Regions from separate parts of the Zea mays genome. Here region 1 is linked to region 2. Evidence: chromatin contacts called from public Hi-C data. All regions are on one chromosome and are shown on one strand. Each heading gives the region's core, a stretch centred on a gene start, on an enhancer-like site or on the middle of the called end of the contact. The rest is flanking DNA. Distances are from core to core; before and after follow the strand shown. Region 1 has its middle 100 kb from the start of LOC103652966. Region 2 holds the start of LOC100856929 (co-chaperone protein SBA1).

Region 1 (4,238 bases), core at 1,240-3,739, 130 kb before region 2:
AAAGATGCGCAACTTCTGCAGAGTGTAAAACTGGTATACTAGCCGTGCTCACGGTCATGAGCAGCTCGAACCCTCACATGATTAATTTATGGAACTAAATTCAATTTGTCATATGCATTGCATCGCAGGTGATGTTATTACTTTTCTTAATTGGGTTGGTATTTACTTATACTTAGTAACTGCTAATAAAATTTTGACCAACTTTAAAAGCAATGCTCAGCTCTAACCATCCTCTTTGGTAAGCCTTACTCTTCACGTGAGCTCCCACCTTTGGCGAGTTCATGCACATTATTCCCCACAACTTGTTGAGCGATGAACGTATGTGAGCTCACTCTTGCTGTCTCACACCCCCCCCCCCCCCACAGGTCAAGAGCAGGTACCACAGGATGAGGCGCTTGGAGGATGTTGTGATGTGTTCGTGAGAGGTCTAGGCCGTCGTCTCCCAGTCAACTTTGGGTTGCTGGACCGTTGTCTCTTATAATATAATTATTTATTTATTTTGTACAGAACTCCTATTATTTAGTAAATATGTGACATTCAATCTTGTGCCATGATTCATCATATGTGTGAGACTTGGTCCCAGCACACCTGGTGATTATGTTCGCGCCCGGGTCTTAGTGCCCCTGACACCCGGGTGTGACAGAAGTGGTATCAGAGGAATGTTGACTGTAGGACGAAACCTAGATAGAACTGGACAACCATTGTCTACTTACCTTTGCTACTCTGATTCTTATCTAAACTTTTCTTAATCTTTTCTCATCTATTTCCGCTTTACTCTGATTATTCTTACCTTTTCTTTCTAAAGACAAATGTGGATTTCACACTTTGAAATCCTACACCTAGAGTGACTTTAGAAATAGGAGACCTACTCTTAGGAACAAAAACAAAACTATTTTTATATAAATATCTATGAACTTGAATGCTTGTTCTTATGATATTTGTCTGATTTGGATCTTTGATTGAGTGTGATGAGTTGTGGAGTAAGGTCCACAATTACATCTGCATAAACATAATGCTTATAAAACTAACTAGACAAACTAGATTATCCCTCAATAAAGTATCTAGCCTAACAATATCCATCTCATCTTAAAAAGATCTATCATATTTTAATAGATCCATCTTATCTTAAAAGATTCTCTCTTATCTTAATGAATTCATCTCATCATGAAAGATTCGTTTTATCCTAACCACTATATTTATCTGATCCTAAAGTAACCACCAGGACCTAATCCAAAATAATGAGATCATAACTAGTTTAATCTAGTCGTACCAACCTAATCTGGATTCTATCTAATCTATTATGATCTAATCTAGAGTAAGTTATCTAATGCTAGTACAAAGGATAAGGCCATACTCCTAACTCACTTAAGCCTAAATTGGTGACTTAGATCAACTCGGTCATGCAAAACTACTTAACCTACCTGATAAGTTACCTAAATGCATCTACCCCAAAAGCAAAGTAAATCATGTTGGGCCTTTCCATCACAAGCACCGACAACTATCTTAACCATAATACCTTAGCAGAGATGGCAACTCTAAAGATGAGGGCCAAAGAAGACCAACCCCGTCAAGGAAGGAGAAGCACCGACTCAAGTCTTCAAAGAGCAGGAGCTGGATCACCAAATGAGTCAAGATCCACCATCGATAATGGAATCTTCTTTACCATAATCCTTATTACCGCAACCTTCTCTACTTCTGCCTAATAGCTAAACATAGTATACCCACGTGTTCCTAACCATTTCCTTATTTAATGACTTAAAAAGTATATAGAAAACATTTGTGCTTAAAACCACTTGAAAAAAACTTGAAGCTAAACTGCAACCAAACATTTGGCTTTCTATATCTCTTTTCTTACAAATCTCGAGGACGAGATTTTTGTTAAGGGGGGTAAGATTTGTAACACCCTAAATCTCATTTTGAGAATATAGTAAAAATTTTCAAAGATCTTGAATTAGAATATTTTTTCTTTAGAATTCCCATAACATTTGAGGTCACATCTCCTTAAATAAAAGTTTTATAACTAAAATTCAATAAAAAGATTCTTTTATAAATTAGCATTTATTGAAGTTTATAAGTATTAAGATGTGAACTATTCTCTGTTTCATGATTGGAATCATGAATAAATGAACTAAAATAAAACAAATATATATATAGTTTTGCATTCATGTTGGTGTTTTATTTATGCATCTCAAAGTAAAAGTTTAGGATTCAAACTTGTGTTGATTTGAAATTCAAATAGAAATAAAATGAAATAAAAAGGGAAAAGGAAAAGCAAACCTACGCCAGATCTTCTTCCACTCGGCCCAGCTCGCCCTCAAAACCCTGTGGCCCGCACGACCCACTACTTGACGCGCGCAGCCCAACCCACACAGACGCACGCACCTGGTCATGTGCCAATACTGACGGCCTGGCCCCACCTAGCAGCCTCCCTGTCCGTTCTCCCTGTTCCGCGATTGCATGCTGGCCATAGCCGTGTGGGCCCTACATGCCAGTCTGTCACGTGCACGCCTAGAAATCCTTGTGCCACTGATGGGTGGACCCGTGGCGACAACTTCCCCTTCCATCTCGGTCGCAGGCTCGGAACAGAAGCGCGCGACTTCCGGACGGATCCTGCCCTATCCATCCGATGAGCTCGTGCCCAGCCTTCTTCCTCCCGGCATATAAAACCGGGTCCTCCTCTGGACCAACCACCCCATGGGCGCCATTGCCTCCGATGGAATCGCCAGCAGGAGCTATGGGGCAGGGACATCCGCCGCCGCCGTGGCACCATGGTCATTGCGATTCGCTAGCGTCTGATTGAGGGTCGTGGCCTAGTGATCTTCGCAAAGGCACGCGGATGGTTATCATGCCCTCACCATGCGGTTCTGGGGCCGAAGCGGTGAGGAATTGTCAAGACGCACCCCTCCATGGTCGAAGGTCGCTTCGGCAGGAACTTTGGTGAGCTTCTTGACCCTTTGGTTCACTTGCTGGTCCGCTCTGCATAGCACAAACCGTAGGGGGAAAGTGGAGCTCTGGTGCTCGATTTGAGGGGGCACCGCCTCGCGGCTTCGGTCGTGGCTCTGGTCCGCACCTCGCCGGGATCTAGCCCAAGCTGCCAGCGGCCTCTCGCGTTGTTCGTTGCTCCCAGCACGCTGCCTCGCGCCCTCGCCGCAACTATCTCCTACTCCATTGAAGCTTGAGCGTTGTCGCCGTGGGGCTTGGGTAAGTGTCGCCGCAGTCGTGCTCCAGGCTGGGGTATGGATCGCCGCCCCACTCGCCGGTGAGCTCGTCGCCATGAAAACTGAGATGGATCGCCATCGCGGTTCTGCCTCACGCCGTGGGCGGGGCCCGTGCGGCAACACTGTGTTCCGTGTGATCTGGCTCGGCGCAGCGCAGTTGTGCTCCGGCCATGTCCCGACGGCACCTGAATCGTGCCATGAAGCTGCACAAGGTTGTCGCGGAGTCCCTGGTGGTCGGCTAGGTGTGGCTGGTCTCCTCCTACGAACTCACGCGCCGGGCGCGATCACTCGTCCATCCATGGGCTCTGGCGCCGCCGTAGGTTCGCACCGCACCTTGGCCGAGGGCCACCCCAGCTTCACCCACTGGTAAGCCACATCGACCCTGATCCTTTGGGTTCCTGCCTTGCGTTGCACCGACCTCGGGTGTGAATAGGGTAGTCGAGCGCGGTGGCGGGATCAAGCCGTCGTGTTCGCCGCGGCGGAGCTACGGGAGCCGCCCGGAGTCGTCCTGGAAGAAAGAAAATGCTCTGGGACCGTTGCTGCAACCATCTGTGGCCGGGATATGTCCAGAAAAGGGTAAACATCGAACCGTTGGATCGATTGCGGAGGGCACAGATTAGATCTAGGCATATAACCCTTCGGGCCGTCGATCGTTGATTCGATGGCTGCGATCGCATTCTGGTTCGGTGGTAAGAAAATTTAATCGTGGCCCTTGATGCAGGATCCAACGGCCAGACTTAACCGATACCCTTTCGACCTGCGCGTTTTGCAAAAGAGACCTCTTATTTAACTATAAACAACCCGTAGTCCACACTGTTGGAGTTCTGTGTCTTTGTGTCTTTTGCGCAGAACCCCCTAGGTTTCTTTTAAATAGTTGCCGCAGTCCAAATAACTCAAAATTCTATTAAATTAAATACAGAACTTCTTTTAATGCAAAATAATGTCCCAAACTTCGGAAATTCATAACTTGATGAATTTTGCTCCAAAATGATTCATTCCAGTGGCATTAATTTTGTTTAA
Region 2 (4,434 bases), core at 1,914-4,413:
TGCAACTTGGTCAGTCGGTGCGGCGATTTAGTCAGGGTTGCTTCTAAGCGAAGCCAAGGCCTCGGGCGAGCCGGAGGTGTGTCCGCCGTTAAAAGGGGGGCCTCGGGCGAGACGGAAGTCTCTCGAGGTCGGCTGCCCTTGGCCGAGGCTAGGCTCGGACGAAGCGTGATCGAGTCACTCTTGTGGACTTGATCCCTGACTTAATCGTACCCATCAGGCCTTTGCAGCTTTATGCTGATGGGGGTTACCAGCTGAGAATTAGGCGTCTTGAGGGTACCCCTAATTATGGTCCCCGACAGGTGGGCACTGTCGCCTATGCACTGGTAAGCATCAGTTTGAACATTGCTTTTTTCTGATGGCTCACTGGCATGGTGTGGTCAAATTTGGTGAACAATGACATTTTCTGTTGCGTCGATGACTTTTGAGGGGCAACGGTAAATCAAATTGACGTGCATTGACCTGTATGTTAAGCAGAAACTTTATTGGTTATGTTGGCAAACACAAGGGGTAATGTGCTGTCTCTGAGAAGCACAACAGGTCAGTTTTTTTTCTACATCTCTATAAAGATATTAGATCACCCCAAGTTGAGATGAATCCTTAAAATCAGATACAGAGAACCTTGATGTATGCTCGACATTCGCTTACCGATAAAGAATTCTCACCATTACCCTTTACCCAAGCTATTATGAGTAACTTGTGTGAATTTCCTCCTTTGTTTTGCAGATATTGTACATTTAGACTTTAGGTCTCTCTTTTTTATTTTGGGGAAAATACGTTCAGCTTTACTGCTACCATTTTGCTTGCTATCGATATATGTTTGGAGTACAATTTTTTTGTTTGCCCTGATATTCCAGCACTATTAAGCTGAAATATATGTAAATGATCTTTATGCAAAGTGCGAACGTGCATTTTTTCAGAAAGAAAACCTGTGGAAAGCAGAAAGAAAAATGTTTCAGCTTGAAATGGCAATGATGTCTGAGAGACCAAATGCATAATCTAAGGGTGTGTTTGGGATGGCTCCAGGTTCTAACTCCAGTGTGGAGCTGTAGTTTATAATATCAATTTAAATAGTTTTAAAAATATTTTTAATCTAAATAATATACAAAATGATTTGTCTAAGTGTCTTCTAAAGTCTTTCAGCTCTAGCTCCACGATTTTTTGGAGCACCTAATGACCTGCTCCACCAACTCCACCAAATTTTCTGGAGCTGGAGCGGTCCCAAACAGGGCCTAAAAAAGACATTGTATTTGTGTATTCAAAGGGAAGCATTATCTAGGTAAACAAAAGTAGTACTCATAAGTATTGACAATTTAGATTATTCATCAATGTTTTCAATTCCTGGCAGTACATAGGATGCTACTATTTTTTCCAGCATAGGTCACTACACGATGTGAAATTTGTAGGTACGAAAAAAGCGGCCTTTTGGAGTGGCCATCTTGACAAAGCAAGAGCTGGCTGAAATTAGAGTGAAACAAAAAAATTGTTACCATTAACATCAAAAGCGGCCTTTTGGAGTACTACTCGTTTTCCTTAAGCTAGAAGACTGGGTGGCGCAGTGACAACTGAATCTAGCAAACCAACATCTCAAGCGGGGGCAGAGATGCCACTTTGCTCTCCACTTCACTTCAATTATTTGCCACCACGTCATCTCCCCCCGTCATCTCCCCCCTTACTCAGAGCATCCATCCAGCCTTTCCTTATTTCATAGGGACACGAACACAGTGAGGGCGTAATGGAATCGTAAAGCCTAACTGCTCTGTGGTGCGGTACTTTCCCTCTAATCAAGGTCGTCGTCCTTTTAGAATTTGCTGGTATAGTTCAATGGCAGACAAGTACTTTTTCATCAATCGAGGTGGCCGAAGCCTTCTGGTGAAGCCTGTCCCGTGAGATCTCTGGTGAAGTCTAGCCAAAGCCTTTTCATGCATATACCTGGCCAGTCGAGCGGTCAGACAAAACAAAGCAACAAATCATGCCTTTGTAGATCCGAGCGGCCAGGTTGGAAATAAAACCACTAATCACGCCTGTGTAGACGAGTTTCCCTCCACACGTTATTGCTTGCCTGATGTCTGTAGTGCGAATGCCATATTTACCTTCGTAATTTTAGCCGAGGTGGGTCCCTCCCTATATTTTCCTCTGCTCTGTTTCCTTGAATGTATGGATCTCTTTCCTTTCCAACTTTCTCCATTGATGTAAGATGGAAATCGGCAGTGTCCTCACTGGCTATAAATGTAGCCACACCCCCAGTTTCTATCTGTTCTCCCTCTTTTCGCGCCTCCATAATTTGTCACCTATCACAACAACTTCTCAGGTAATTGTGTTGAATTTGTGATCTATTTTACGTTTCTTGTGATTTTTATTCCCTTGACTATGCGAGACACCATTTTTATTCCCTTGACTATTCGCTAGATGATAGGTGATGTGTGCCTTCCGTTTCGCCCGGCCACCACGCTGTGGTCGCGTGGTCGTGGACATGCCGGTGCTATTCCGTCGTCGTTGTGCTGGTTTTCATGCGATGCTACGAGCAGAGTACAATTCGTATTTTTTTTCTGCGTCGCGGTCGCGGGGGCACCACTGTCATGCACGCACGAGCACGACGAAGAGAGAGAGAGACACACATATGTTTTCTTGTATAGATGCTCGATCGAATTTTCCTCTGTTCTGTATATATTTCTGCTTGCTTGCTTGCTGTTGTGTGTCATCTCCGCTGAACATCTAGATCTGTAATTGAGCTTGCACGCGCGTTTCACGATTTTGTTATAAACATGTGGTCGAGCGAGCAACAACATTTGAGTTGAGAAGAATATAGGACACCCGTGTCAACTAACCGCACCATTTTTTAGTTGATGGTACATTCTCCCCGAACATTTTTGGGTCCACACACCGCTTACCTACTCTACTCTTGTCTGTACCTGTTTGTTCTCGTAAAGATTGAAGCAATCATGTGTCTGGATTGATAATGTTTACCACACGAATTTTACATATCATAATGATATTTGTTGTTCCGTTTATATGTTTCATACAAATTTTTTACTTCCATCGCAACGCACGGACACTCACCTAGTAATAAATGAGCAATCAAATAGATAAACAGCCACAAGACCACAACTAGGCCTATCGTACCTACGAGGCTACGACCATATCCCAGCCCATTTCGGCCTGCTACTCCCGAACTTCCATATCTCTCCTCTGCTCTCACTCTCCTCCCACCCACTCCAGAAAACCTCACAAAAACCCTCGCTCCCCACAACCCGCCGCCGCCCACGCCGCCGCCTGTACCAGCGGCGTCAAGATGAGGTGAGCCAAAATTCACCGGGCATTCTTGATCCAGAGTCTACTCTTCTCTCTAGATTCGGCGGTCTCGCTCCGCGGGGTTGGGAACAGGATCATTCGCAGCGATCGCCTACGGCTGCGTGGTCGGATCTCGGGGGTCGGGGTGTACGTGGTCATGCTCTGCCGTGTCCATGGCTCAGCTCGAGCCCCATGGGTCTCCCGCCGAGATGTGGCTGGGCTCGATGGAACTGTTGGGTTTCTTGTAGTTTAATTCGAGTTGCGATGCGCACCTAGGGTTTGGGCGGGGCGCGTTTCTGTACGGCTTTGATTTGGTTAATTTTTCGTGCCGCGGTTTTGAATATTTCTGTTGGTTGGGGGCAAGGCTTTAGATGGTTAGTTGGGTGTGAATGGGTGGGTTATTGGGGGCAAAGCTTTTGATGCCGATGATGAAGAGTTGCAAAGACAAATCGTGGATGGATGGAGTCTTCGGACGGGCGAAGAGAATGCAGCTGTGGAAGGGGCTGGAGCCATGATCGTGGATAAGGCGGCAGACACGGTAGTTGCTGTCGCGGATTGGGGTGGGAATTGCGGTCACAGGTGCTGGTGCTTGTGTGAACACCCTCTTCTCTCTCCCCCTCTCCCCCCTTTCCCTATCCTCTCAAACGGGCACAAGTTAGATGGGGAGCCTTCCGTGGGAGGTGTACGTGTGCTCCACCTCGAAAGTGCTTCACGTACGACAACCCGTAAATTACGACCCAACCTTAATCTATGGCCGTTGTTGTTTCTCATTCTGAACTAATGAATCTATCATTAAATTCGTGCGTGTCGCAGCACCCCGTTCCCCTCAGCACCAGCAGCTCAATCCTATTCTTGTGCGTGCAGCTCCCTCCTTTTCCTGCCAACGTGGAAGTCAATCATTTAGCCGTTACTTTCTTTCTGCTCGCATTGTGCTGCTCTTTCCCTCGTGCCTTCTTGTCCTGCGGCGTTCGCCTCAGCTAAATCTGATACCTTGGCAGTAACTTTTGCCACGAGACAATACCACGATTTAAAAACTGACTGGAACCCTAGGTGATGCCTTAATAACCTTGTTCTTAACTTCATTTTTGTTGAATGGTGTTGATGAAAGTGTGCACATGCACATGCTTGCAGCTGGGAACAAGCTTA

What was found. Hi-C and Micro-C count contacts between places; a contact is called where the count stands out from the background.
Region 1: a Hi-C map of leaf shows a contact between it and region 2, with 4 times the contacts expected there. The contact joins the enhancer-like site here to the promoter of LOC100856929 in region 2. A contact is called at or near these places in 5 of 25 Hi-C or Micro-C datasets (ear, endosperm, leaf and 1 more) and 1 of 3 datasets of contacts at active chromatin or transcription factors (leaf).

The regions. Positions count from the first base shown.
Region 1 is chr4:26,079,997-26,084,234 of Zm-B73-REFERENCE-NAM-5.0, reverse strand. No RefSeq gene overlaps it. Among protein-coding and RNA genes, the nearest start is that of LOC103652966, 100 kb to the left of the region's middle. Within about 2 kb of position 2,489, at least 18 of the 20 cell types and tissues checked have an H3K27ac peak or open chromatin away from gene starts, as enhancers often do. A contact at or near this core is called in ear, leaf and tassel, where this site is marked.
Region 2 is chr4:25,955,111-25,959,544 of Zm-B73-REFERENCE-NAM-5.0, reverse strand. LOC100856929 (co-chaperone protein SBA1) reads left to right here and starts at 3,163. Exons shown (of 6, transcript NM_001254815.2): 1 at 3,163-3,294. The coding sequence starts at 3,290.